Linked DNA regions of Mus musculus: region 2 is linked to region 1. The links are chromatin contacts, called in public ChIA-PET maps. All regions are on one chromosome and are shown on one strand. The core of a region is the stretch at or near the end of the contact, and the rest is flanking DNA. Distances in the headings are between cores, read along the strand shown. Region 1 holds the start of Parp16 (poly (ADP-ribose) polymerase family, member 16). Region 2 has its middle 16 kb from the start of Ankdd1a.

Region 1 (4,567 bases), core at 1,573-4,072:
GAAAATCAGCAACAGAATACAGATCAGTAAGCCTTTCAAAGGATCAACAGCTGGAATACACTTTCCAAGACATCCTAAGTGGTCTGGGATGTGGCTTAGAAGTAGACTTCAGCCAGAGGAAACCCTGGGTCCACTCCCCAGCCCTCCTAGAGAAAGCAGTGTTGAGTGCTGAAGTGTAGATATACAGCGGTCAGCATGAACGTACAGGTGTGGGGTAGTTCTGGGCTGGCCTCAGAAATGTCTACCAGTGGTAACTCAAGTTCATAAAAATGAACTAGAACCAGAAATGATAAGATGAACATAACAAAACTGTAAGTATATACTCACTGTTGTTCTCTCTCTGATTCATTGGTATTTTTTATTTTTAGAAGAACTGTAAGGACTGGAGAGATGGCTCAGTGGTTAAGAGCACTGACTTCTCTTCCAGGGGTCCTGAGTTCAATTCCCAGCAACCACATAGTGGCTCACAACCATCTCTAATGGAATCAGATGCCCTCCTCTGGTATGTCTGAAGATAGCAGCAGTGTACTCACATACATTAAATAAATAAATATTAAAAAGAAAAAAACTGTAAAGCCCTTTCTGTTTTCTTACGTGTATGGGTGTTTTGCCTATACGTATGATCAAGTACCACATGCATGCCTCGTGCCTGAAGATACAAGAAGACAGCATTAGATTGTCTGGGACAGCAGTTACAGAGGGTTGTGAGCTGCCAAGGGGGTGCTGGGAATTGAACCTAGATCCTCTGGGAGAGCAGCCACTAACGACTGAACCATATCCCCTAACCTAACCACATCTCCAGCTCCTTTATTTTTAATTATGTGTCTCCACAGAGCTAACATGTACTCCACATGTGAGGGCACTGCCCATGGAGGACAGAGGTGTTAGAGTCCATGGAAGTGGAGCCACTGGCTGTTGTAAGCCTCCAGATGTGGGTGCTGGGAACTGAGTTCAGGTCTTCTGGAAGATCAGGAAGCTTTTTAAATCACTGAGCCATCTCTCTGGTCCTTCATTCATTTTTTTAAAGATTTATTTATGTTTGTGAGTACACTGTAGCTGTCTTCAGACACACCAGAACAGGGCATTGGATCCTATTACAGATGGTTGTGAGCCACCATGTGGTTGCTGGGAGTTGAACTCAGGACCTCTGGAAGAAGAGTCAGTGGGTTTTTTTTTTTTGTTTTTGTTTTTGTTTTTTAAACGGTATTTTTTTTTAATTAGGTATTTTCCTCATTTATGAGTCAGTGTTCTTAACCACTGAGCCATCATCTCTCCATCTCATTAATATTCTTTAAAAGTACATTTATTATACTTATGTGGCAGGAGAGGTGGTGAGAAGGTTTTCTCAGAGTGAGGGTCATGCGATATGCCTCAGACATGCAGCAGGTACCTTAGGGTTCCAGATGCTCCATGGGGCCCTAGGGGCCCCAGGACTTGGGGTGCTGGAGGGGTTTTATTTGAGGTCATAGGCTCTCAGACATTTTGGTGATTCCAAATCAGCCCAGGCCTTACAACAACCATTACCATTTGGACTCCTGGGGGTGGTTTGCATCATTGTTTGGCCTGGGAAGCTCTCTAGGGTCTGAGAATATAGTTCTGCCTGTCTTCCCTCCCGAAGTCTGAGGAGCACAGGGCCAGGTCCCATTCGGATGCCCAAGAAGGGGGTGATTTCTCAGAGAGCAGAGCCAGTGTGTGTGTATGTTTATTTATCTAATTAATGGTTGTTTTTGTTTTTGTTTTTGTAAAGTTTTGTTTTGGGGTTTGTTTTTGTTTTTTTTGAGACAGGGTTTCTCTGTGTAGCCCTTGCTGTCCTGGGATTTGATCTGTAGACCAGGCTGGACTTGAACTCAGAGATATGCCTGCCTTTGCTTCTGGTGTGCTGGGACTAAAGGCGTGAGCCACCACCTCTCAGCACGTGTGGGGTCTTTAAAGGGGACTTTTAGTCTAACAATTCAGCACTGGTCTTAGATTTCTATGTGACCAGAAGGCCAAGTGCTTTTTTTCTAGTGAGGTCTTGAAGAAGAAGAGGTAAAGGGAATCTGTTCTTACATTTTTTATTTTATTTTATTTATTTATTTTGGTTTTTCAAGACAGGGTTTCTCTGTATAGTCCTGGCTGTCCTGGAACTCACTTTGTAGACCAGGCTGGCCTCGAACTCAGAAATCCTCCTGCCTTTATTTTAATTTTTTAATGTATTTATTTTATGTATGTGAGTACACTGTAGCTGTACAGATGGTTGTGAGCCTTCATGTGGCTGTTGGGAATTGAATTTTTATTTAGGACCACTGCTTGCTCTGGTCAACCCTGCTCGCTCAGTCCCTGCTTGTTCCGGCCCAAAGATTTATTTATTATACATAAGTGCACTGTAGCTGTCTTCAAACGAATTAGAAGAGGGAGTCAGATCTCATTACCAGTGGTTGTGAACCACCATGTGGTTGCTGGGATTTGAACTCAGGACATTCAGAAGAGCAGTCAGTGCTCTTACCCGCTGAGCCATCTCACCAGCCCTACATTTATTTATTTTGTGTATACGTTCACATGTGGGCACACTTGAGCCTTGGTGCAGGTGTGGAAGTCATAGGACAAATTGCTAGAGTCACTTAGCTCCTAACATATGGGATCCTGGGATAGAACTCAGGTCGTGAGGACGGACAGCAAGTGCCTTTACTCGACCAGTTGCTGAGTCATCTTGGGGTCCGGTCTTTTCCCTTCGGCAGGGTTAGGTCATTGTTCTCCCAGTGCCTGTTTTCCCGACTTCCTGTTAGAGGCCTTCGAAGGAGGAGGATCCTGGGAAATCTGAGGTCAGACATTTGAGCAATTCAGAGAATTGCGGAGGCTGTAAGGTAGAGAGGAAGGTCTTTGGGTCGGCTACAGTGTCTTGAGAAAGTATTGTGTCACTCCGACCTTCAGTTTTCCCTGGGTATCAAGTGGCTTCTTGTGTGCAACGTGTCAGCTCCAGAGGAAACCGATTTATTCAACAGGTGGCAATTCCCAAGGTGAGCGAGGCTGGCTCAACCCGTGGAGCCAGGACAAAGACAATTCCCCGGGGCGGGTCCCGGGGCGGTTTCCACTTGGGGCGGTGGCGAGGATGACTAGCAGCCGCATTGGGCACCTTTGCCCAGCACCCGGGGCAGCTGGGATCCTCCGGGACCTGTGGGCGGGCGCGAGCTGAGCAAGGGCGCGGGAAGGGGCGGGCCTGGGCCGGGTGGGCGGAGCGGCGTGAGAGCGGCGGGCGGGGAGGTAGGCGGTGGCTGCTGGCAGTGTGGGGCGGCCAGGACTGATCGGCCGGGTCCCCGGGGTACTACCCACGCCGGGTGCAATAGCGACAACTCCATACCGGGGACTCCGGGACTGGCGGGACCCGAGAGGCGACTCTCCCAGATCCCGTGTTTCCCCGCACTGAGCGACCGTGCCCAGTGTCCTGCAGAGGACGCTCGCCGGCGCGTTCTCACCAATGTCAATTTGTCACCCCTTTGCCTAGCTCCACCCCCCGGGCTGGAAAACCTGGCAGCAGACGGTCTACGGTCCCCCGGGCCCAGGCCCCGCGCTGCCCCTCCTTGTCTCCTCCCGGCCACGCGCTACGAGCCCGGGATGCAGCTCTCCAACAGGGCAGCAGCCAGGGAGGCAGCGAGCCGCGACGTGCTGGCTGCGGACCTCCGCTGCAGCCTCTTCGCCTCGGCGCTGCAGAGCTACAAGCGGGACTCGGTGCTGCGGCCCTTCCCCGCCTCCTACGCCCGCCACGACTGTAAGGACTTCGAGGCCCTGGTGAGTCCGTCCTGATCCACCGTTGCTCGCTGCATCCTGGGCCAAGTGGCCCTGTGGAACGGCAGGCAGGAGCAGCTCCACCCGTGTTAGAAAACACGCCAATTCCCTGGACTTCCCACCCAGCCTGGCCTTGGGGAAGGTTCCCATCAGCAAGAACACTCCTAAACACCCTCGTGCAGACACACTGCCAGGTCATTCGGTGGCTGCTTCCTTTTGTCAGTGACTTAATCCCAGGAGTGATGGAATAGCTACATAGTCCTCCACAAAACGCTCTAGTGTGGCCCTAAAGGGGCGTTGATCTGAACCAGCTGTTCTGCCTAGATAAGAAGTTGTCCCTCCCTCTGCAACTAGTTAGACTTTGCCCTTCAGATGAAGTTACATATTAACAGTACTTATATAAACTGCCACGCAGTGCACATAGGCGTTGTTACTTTCTGATGATTTATAATTCGGAGTGCTGGGATGGATTACAGGTTTCAGCACTTCGCATGACCCATACATAAATCATATAATTTCTTTAAGAGTTAGGGTATTCCAGATGTCAGTTATCATTGTAATCCAAATATTTGGAATTATCTGGAAAGATATAGCTTGCCAAAATTGACTCAGTGAAGAAAATAGAAAGTCTCCAGTAGTGGTGGTGTACACCCACAATCTCAGCTCTCAGAAGGATGAGGCCGGAGCACAAATTTGAGGCTAGCCTGGGCTATAAAAAGAAACAAGCAAACAAACCTTTGCGCCTACCTGCGTCAGTGGCAAGTTCTATTTCAAATACAGGAGTAATACATGATTACAGTTTCAT
Region 2 (4,881 bases), core at 128-2,627, 320 kb after region 1:
TGGCTTTTTCATTCACTGCTGGTGCCGCCAGCCTTGTCCCTCTAGCTCTGCAGGGAGAGGCTGAGTTTGGCACCTTAGCTAGTAAAGAACAAAGTTCTTCCCTGCCTTGCAAGAGGAGTGACTAGGGTCTGTAGGACCCACAAACAGTAGGGGGCCTGGGGGGAACGTGCTCTAGAACCTGCCAGTCTTAACCTGGGGTTCTGAGCTGGACAGGAGGTGGACACTGTGGTCTTGGAGCCCAGGCCTGGTGACTGTGTCATCATCCCTACCAGGAGCCTGAGTCCCCCAGAGCATCTTTCCTCCCAGCTCCCTCCTCCCTCTCCTTCCCACCACTGAAGGCCTGCTCCTAGCCACGTGACCTTGGCCTGGGCACCTGTAATGGCTCATCTTCGAGAGGTCTCTGGACAGAACCACATATCCCCTTTTTTAGGACTGACTAGGATACTCTAAAACCCCAGCCTCATCCCAGAGCTCTTGTGTAGTCCAGGTTAACCTTAAACTCATTATGTAGTTGAGGATGACTTCTTCAGGTATGTCCCATCATGCAACATAATCCACGGGGATTGAACCCAGGGCTTCATGCAAGCTCTGTGAGCACTCTGAGGGCTGGGCCACAGCCCCGTCCAATAACACTCATTCTTAAAGCAGTTTCCAGTGTCACCTCATCAGGGAAGTGTTACTCACAGCCACCAAGATTTCCAGAACCCCTGCTCCCTGTGCCCTGCCTGTAGGAGGCTGACAGAGTGCCACTGCTCCCATCTGCTGCTTTACCATAAAGATTAATGTACCTGGCCACAGGTTTTTTTTTTTTCATCTCTTTGTTTGTTTGTTTGTTTTTCCAGGCAGGGTTTCTCTGTGTAACTAGCTCTGGCTGTCCTGAAACTTGCTCTGTAGACCAGTCTGGCCTCAAACTCACAGAGACCCTCCTGTCTCTGCCTCCTGAGTACTGGGATTAAAGGTGTGTGCTACCGCTGTCCAGCTTCTGACCCCAGGTTCAGATCTAAACTCAGACATTTACATGCTAAGCCTCTGCAGGCAAGCCCCTATTTCTTTGGCCTCTCTTATCAGATGGATCAAAGGCAGTGTCTGGCACTGAGTGGTCACGAGTGTGCCACCCTGTGTGGTCCTCAGGGTGTGGGTGGGGGGTTATTCTTGTCAGTCTGTCCTGTTGAAGCATTAGGTTTTCCTCCAGGTTACAGGAGGACTGATGGGCATCAGCCATGGGGCTGGTGTGTGGGGACTTTTGCTAAGCTATGACAACCCAGAAGAGGCGTTGCCTCGTGTCCTGGTTTCACTTCCTCTCCTGAAGTCCATTCTCTACCATGAAATGTGATGTGGGTCAGAGGGCACAGAGTATAAACCTCAGCTGGGCATCTGGAACCAGTAAGAGCTTCAGAGCCGTTTCCATCTATGGTGTGCTTGCTCACAAAGGAGAACAACTAGGTTGCTTTATGTATATGCTTGCAGTGGTGCTCAAAGGAGGGTGTGTGTGTGTGTGTGTGTGTGTGTGTGTGTGTGTGTGTATGTGTGTGTAGCTGCTGTGGTTGTCAACTCAGAGTGAAGAACCCACACTTCCTGTTAAGAGTCAGAGAAATTGTCACAGCAGCCCTGCTCTCCCTGTGCCATGCAGGAGGTGGTGACAGGCAGGACAGCTTCCCCTGAGTGGGTTCAGGACTCCAAGTTCTTGCTCACACTCCTGCCAAGGCGCTGCATGACCTAACCTGGCCATACTTCTTTCTTTCTTTCTTTCTTTCTTTCTTTCTTTCTTTCTTTTTTTTTTTTTTTTTTTTTTGGTTTTTCGAGACAGGGTTTCTCTGTGTAGCCCTGGCTGTCCTGGAATTCACTCTGTAGACCAGGCTGGCCTCGAACTCAGAAATCCACCTGCCTCTGCCTGCCGAGTGCTGGGATTAAAGGCGCGTGCCACCTCGCCCGGCTGGCCATACTTCTCTGGAGCTCAGTTTCCACTTCTGTGCAAGCAGGAGGGCTGAGTGATGATCTCTGACTACCCCACTCCTTGGAGACTCAGGTTTGGATGCAGAACATAGCCCGAGATGGAGACACAGGCATGTTGCCTCCTCGGCCATCCTTGGAAACACCTAGACCCCTTTGGTCTAGTGGTCTGAGGAAGAGACAATCAGGGGGTTTCCAGATGGGGAGGGCTCCCTGGCAGGCAGGCTCCTACCCTCAGCAGCAACTTCCTCTCCAGTCCATCCAGATCTAGGCTCCCATCCTCAACCGGAAGAGAAACAGAAACCATTAGTGCAATAGGAAAAAGCAAGAGCCCTACCCTGACTCCCCCTATCTCTGAAGGGAGGGAGAGGAAGTGGGAGATGGCCCATTTCATAAGGCTGGCCCCTTTGTTTTACCTTTGAGAAAATCGTGTCCAGAGAGGGGCAGTGCCTTGCTCAAGGGCACCCAGCAAGTTAGCACAAGTGTCAGACTGGATCCAACCAACCCTTCAGAGAAAATGCCTTTAACCAATACAAGGTCCAGTGAGGACAAAACACAGGGACAGGAGGTGACATTGCAGCAGAGGACTTAGGGGGCACACTAGGAAGCACTTCCCCTCGGTATTGATAAACCTGGGCACAGGGGCACAGGTGCAAAGGAGCGCTCTCCTCCTGCCAGGCACACCTGTTGAGCAGGACCTCAGAAGAACACAATGGCTCTCTGTGGTTAGGAAGAGGACTAAGAGTGGCTACCAGTCGCATCTGCAGGGACAGTTGCAGGAGCCTGAGGCAGGAGGGAGGCCCCCATGGACAAGCTGTGTGTGCTCAGAATCACTGTACCCTGCCACAGATGGGGGAGCGAGGATCCCATTGTGCAGATGAAAGTGGAGGGCAGAGAGTCTGAGCACCATTCCCAAGGTCACACAGTCTCTCCACTCATTTCCCAAAACATGGACCACAAGGGGAGTTTTAAAACATGGCCCATAGGTGCACAAAATCCTCACAACCCTAGCACTAAGGAAGTAGGGCCAGGCAGATCTCTGTGAGTTCCAGGCCAGCCTGGTCTACACAGATTTCAGGCCAGCCAGAGCTACATAGTTTGACCTTGTTTCAAAACGAAACAAACAAATGTGGACCATGAAACAAGTATGGTGGCTCATACCTGTAACCCTAGACTTAGAGAAGTAGAGACAGGACAATCAGAGACGCAAGGGCAGCCTCAACTAAATAGTGAGTTCAGGGCTAGCCTTGACTACATGGAACTCTGTTTCAAAGATATACATATGATCCACAATGCAAGTTTGTGGGTGAACCATGCATTAATCCAAACATTGGTCAGAAAAACAAAATCAGCTCACCGACAAATGATTTACAGATGGGGTTATAGGCTATGATTTTTTTTAAAGACTCGGGATGTGTGCACTTGTGTGTGCACAAGGACTTATGTGTGTAGGTCAGCGGACAGCTTGTGGGAGTTGGTTGTATCCTTCCACCTCGTGTGGGTCTCGAGATCAAACTCTGATTGTTAGGCATGGCAGCAAGGACCTTCATCCCAATAAGCTCTTGTCTACCCAAATTTTGTTTTGGGGACAAAGGATCTCGTGTAGCTGAGGCTAGCCTTGAACTCCTTATTCTCCTAACTCTAATTTCTCAGAGTGCTGAGAGTTCATGTGTGTCATGTGCCACCCTGGATGGTCCTTTATTATTTTTATTTATTATTATTAGTATTATCATTAATTTAGTCATCATTATCATCATTTTAAAGAGTTTCATTGCGTAGCCCAAGCTGGTTTTGAACTTCCCACAGTCCTGTTGAGGCTTAGGGATCACGGGAATGTGCACTGTGTCCCACTTAGGTTATTTCAAAGGGCTTGCTGTAAGGGAAAATACTAAATGAATAATCATTTAGGGAGCAAAACATCCGGAAAATGATGAACAAGTGGCCGAGGCCCCACAGTGGCGCTAAGAACCCATCCGGTCAGAGGCAGCTCGTACCACCCTGCCTGGGCCCTGTGGTTGCCATGCACAGTGGCTCTTAGACATGATCACCTGCATGTGAGGGTAGGTTATCCTTGGCAATGCAAACCCAGGGCTGAGGTGGGCAGAGGGAAAAGGGTAAGGTCGTGGGTTAAAAGTATGAGTGCCTGGGCTTGGCCCTGAGAAGGGGCAGGTCTCCTAGCCTACCCTGGGTGGGTGCCCCTTCCTCTCTCAGTTTGAGCTCCTCATTTAGGGTCCCAGTTCCTAGTCTCTTCTCAGGCTTAGTTTCAACTTTGCTCACTGTCTGTGACACTGGACCTTCCTGAAGAGGCACTTCAGTTCTGGGCCTCCCACACCAGTCTCGAGGACTGGTCAGAAATTCAGTTGCATGGAACTGAACATTGAAACTGGCAGCCAGCCACTTCTGGGCCCCAGGGACTTGAGAGAAGACTCAGGGTTCAACCAGAGCCTGACCTACAGAGCCTTCAGTCTTGGGTCACCCTCAGAGGGGCAGGCCACTGGAGATGTCAGACACACTCAGGCCAAGGCTTGACACAAGAGGAGCCTCCAGGGAAGTGTCCTGCCTGTTGGAAGAAACCTCAAGATGGAGCACTCTCTTCCTTTTGTGATAACACGCATGGGAGGCAGTGGCAAAAGGCTCTCTGTGCATTGGAGCTAGCCTGATCTACACATTGTGTTGCAGGCCATCTAGGGCTACATAAAGAGAGCCCTGTCTAAAGAGAAAGAAAAGAGAAATTCCGTGGAAACTTCTGGCTCTGAGTTTCTTCACATAAAATTTTATCTAATCTTCAAAATAACACCTGTACAGCCTGTGACCCCATTAAACAGACAGTAAACTGTGTCTCAAAAGGTCTGATCATCTGGGTCCGTCCTCCCTTCCTCTTTCCTTCCTCCCTCCCTCCCTCCCTCCCTCCCTCCCTCCCTCCCTCTCTTC

Evidence for each region. ChIA-PET counts read pairs in DNA pulled down with a chosen protein or histone mark.
Region 2: a contact with region 1 is called in an RNA polymerase II ChIA-PET map of effector CD8 T cells, with 7 read pairs. The contact joins the enhancer-like site here to the promoter of Parp16 in region 1. A contact is called at or near these places in 2 of 484 Hi-C or Micro-C datasets (CD4 T cells and muscle stem cells) and 4 of 115 datasets of contacts at active chromatin or transcription factors (bone marrow-derived macrophages, effector CD8 T cells, embryonic stem cells and 1 more).

What each region holds. Positions count from the first base shown.
Region 1 is chr9:65,211,868-65,216,434 of GRCm38.p6, forward strand. Parp16 (poly (ADP-ribose) polymerase family, member 16) reads left to right here and starts at 2,823. Exons shown (of 7, transcript NM_177460.4): 1 at 2,823-2,996; 2 at 3,482-3,765. The coding sequence starts at 3,592. Gm40527 (a long non-coding RNA gene) reads left to right here. Exons shown (of 3, transcript XR_870869.2): 3 at 369-568.
Region 2 is chr9:65,534,059-65,538,939 of GRCm38.p6, forward strand. No RefSeq gene overlaps it. Among named protein-coding and RNA genes, the nearest start is that of Ankdd1a, 16 kb to the left of the region's middle. Within about 2 kb of position 1,378, at least 147 of the 459 cell types and tissues checked have an H3K27ac peak or open chromatin away from gene starts, as enhancers often do. A contact at or near this core is called in bone marrow-derived macrophages and effector CD8 T cells, where this site is marked.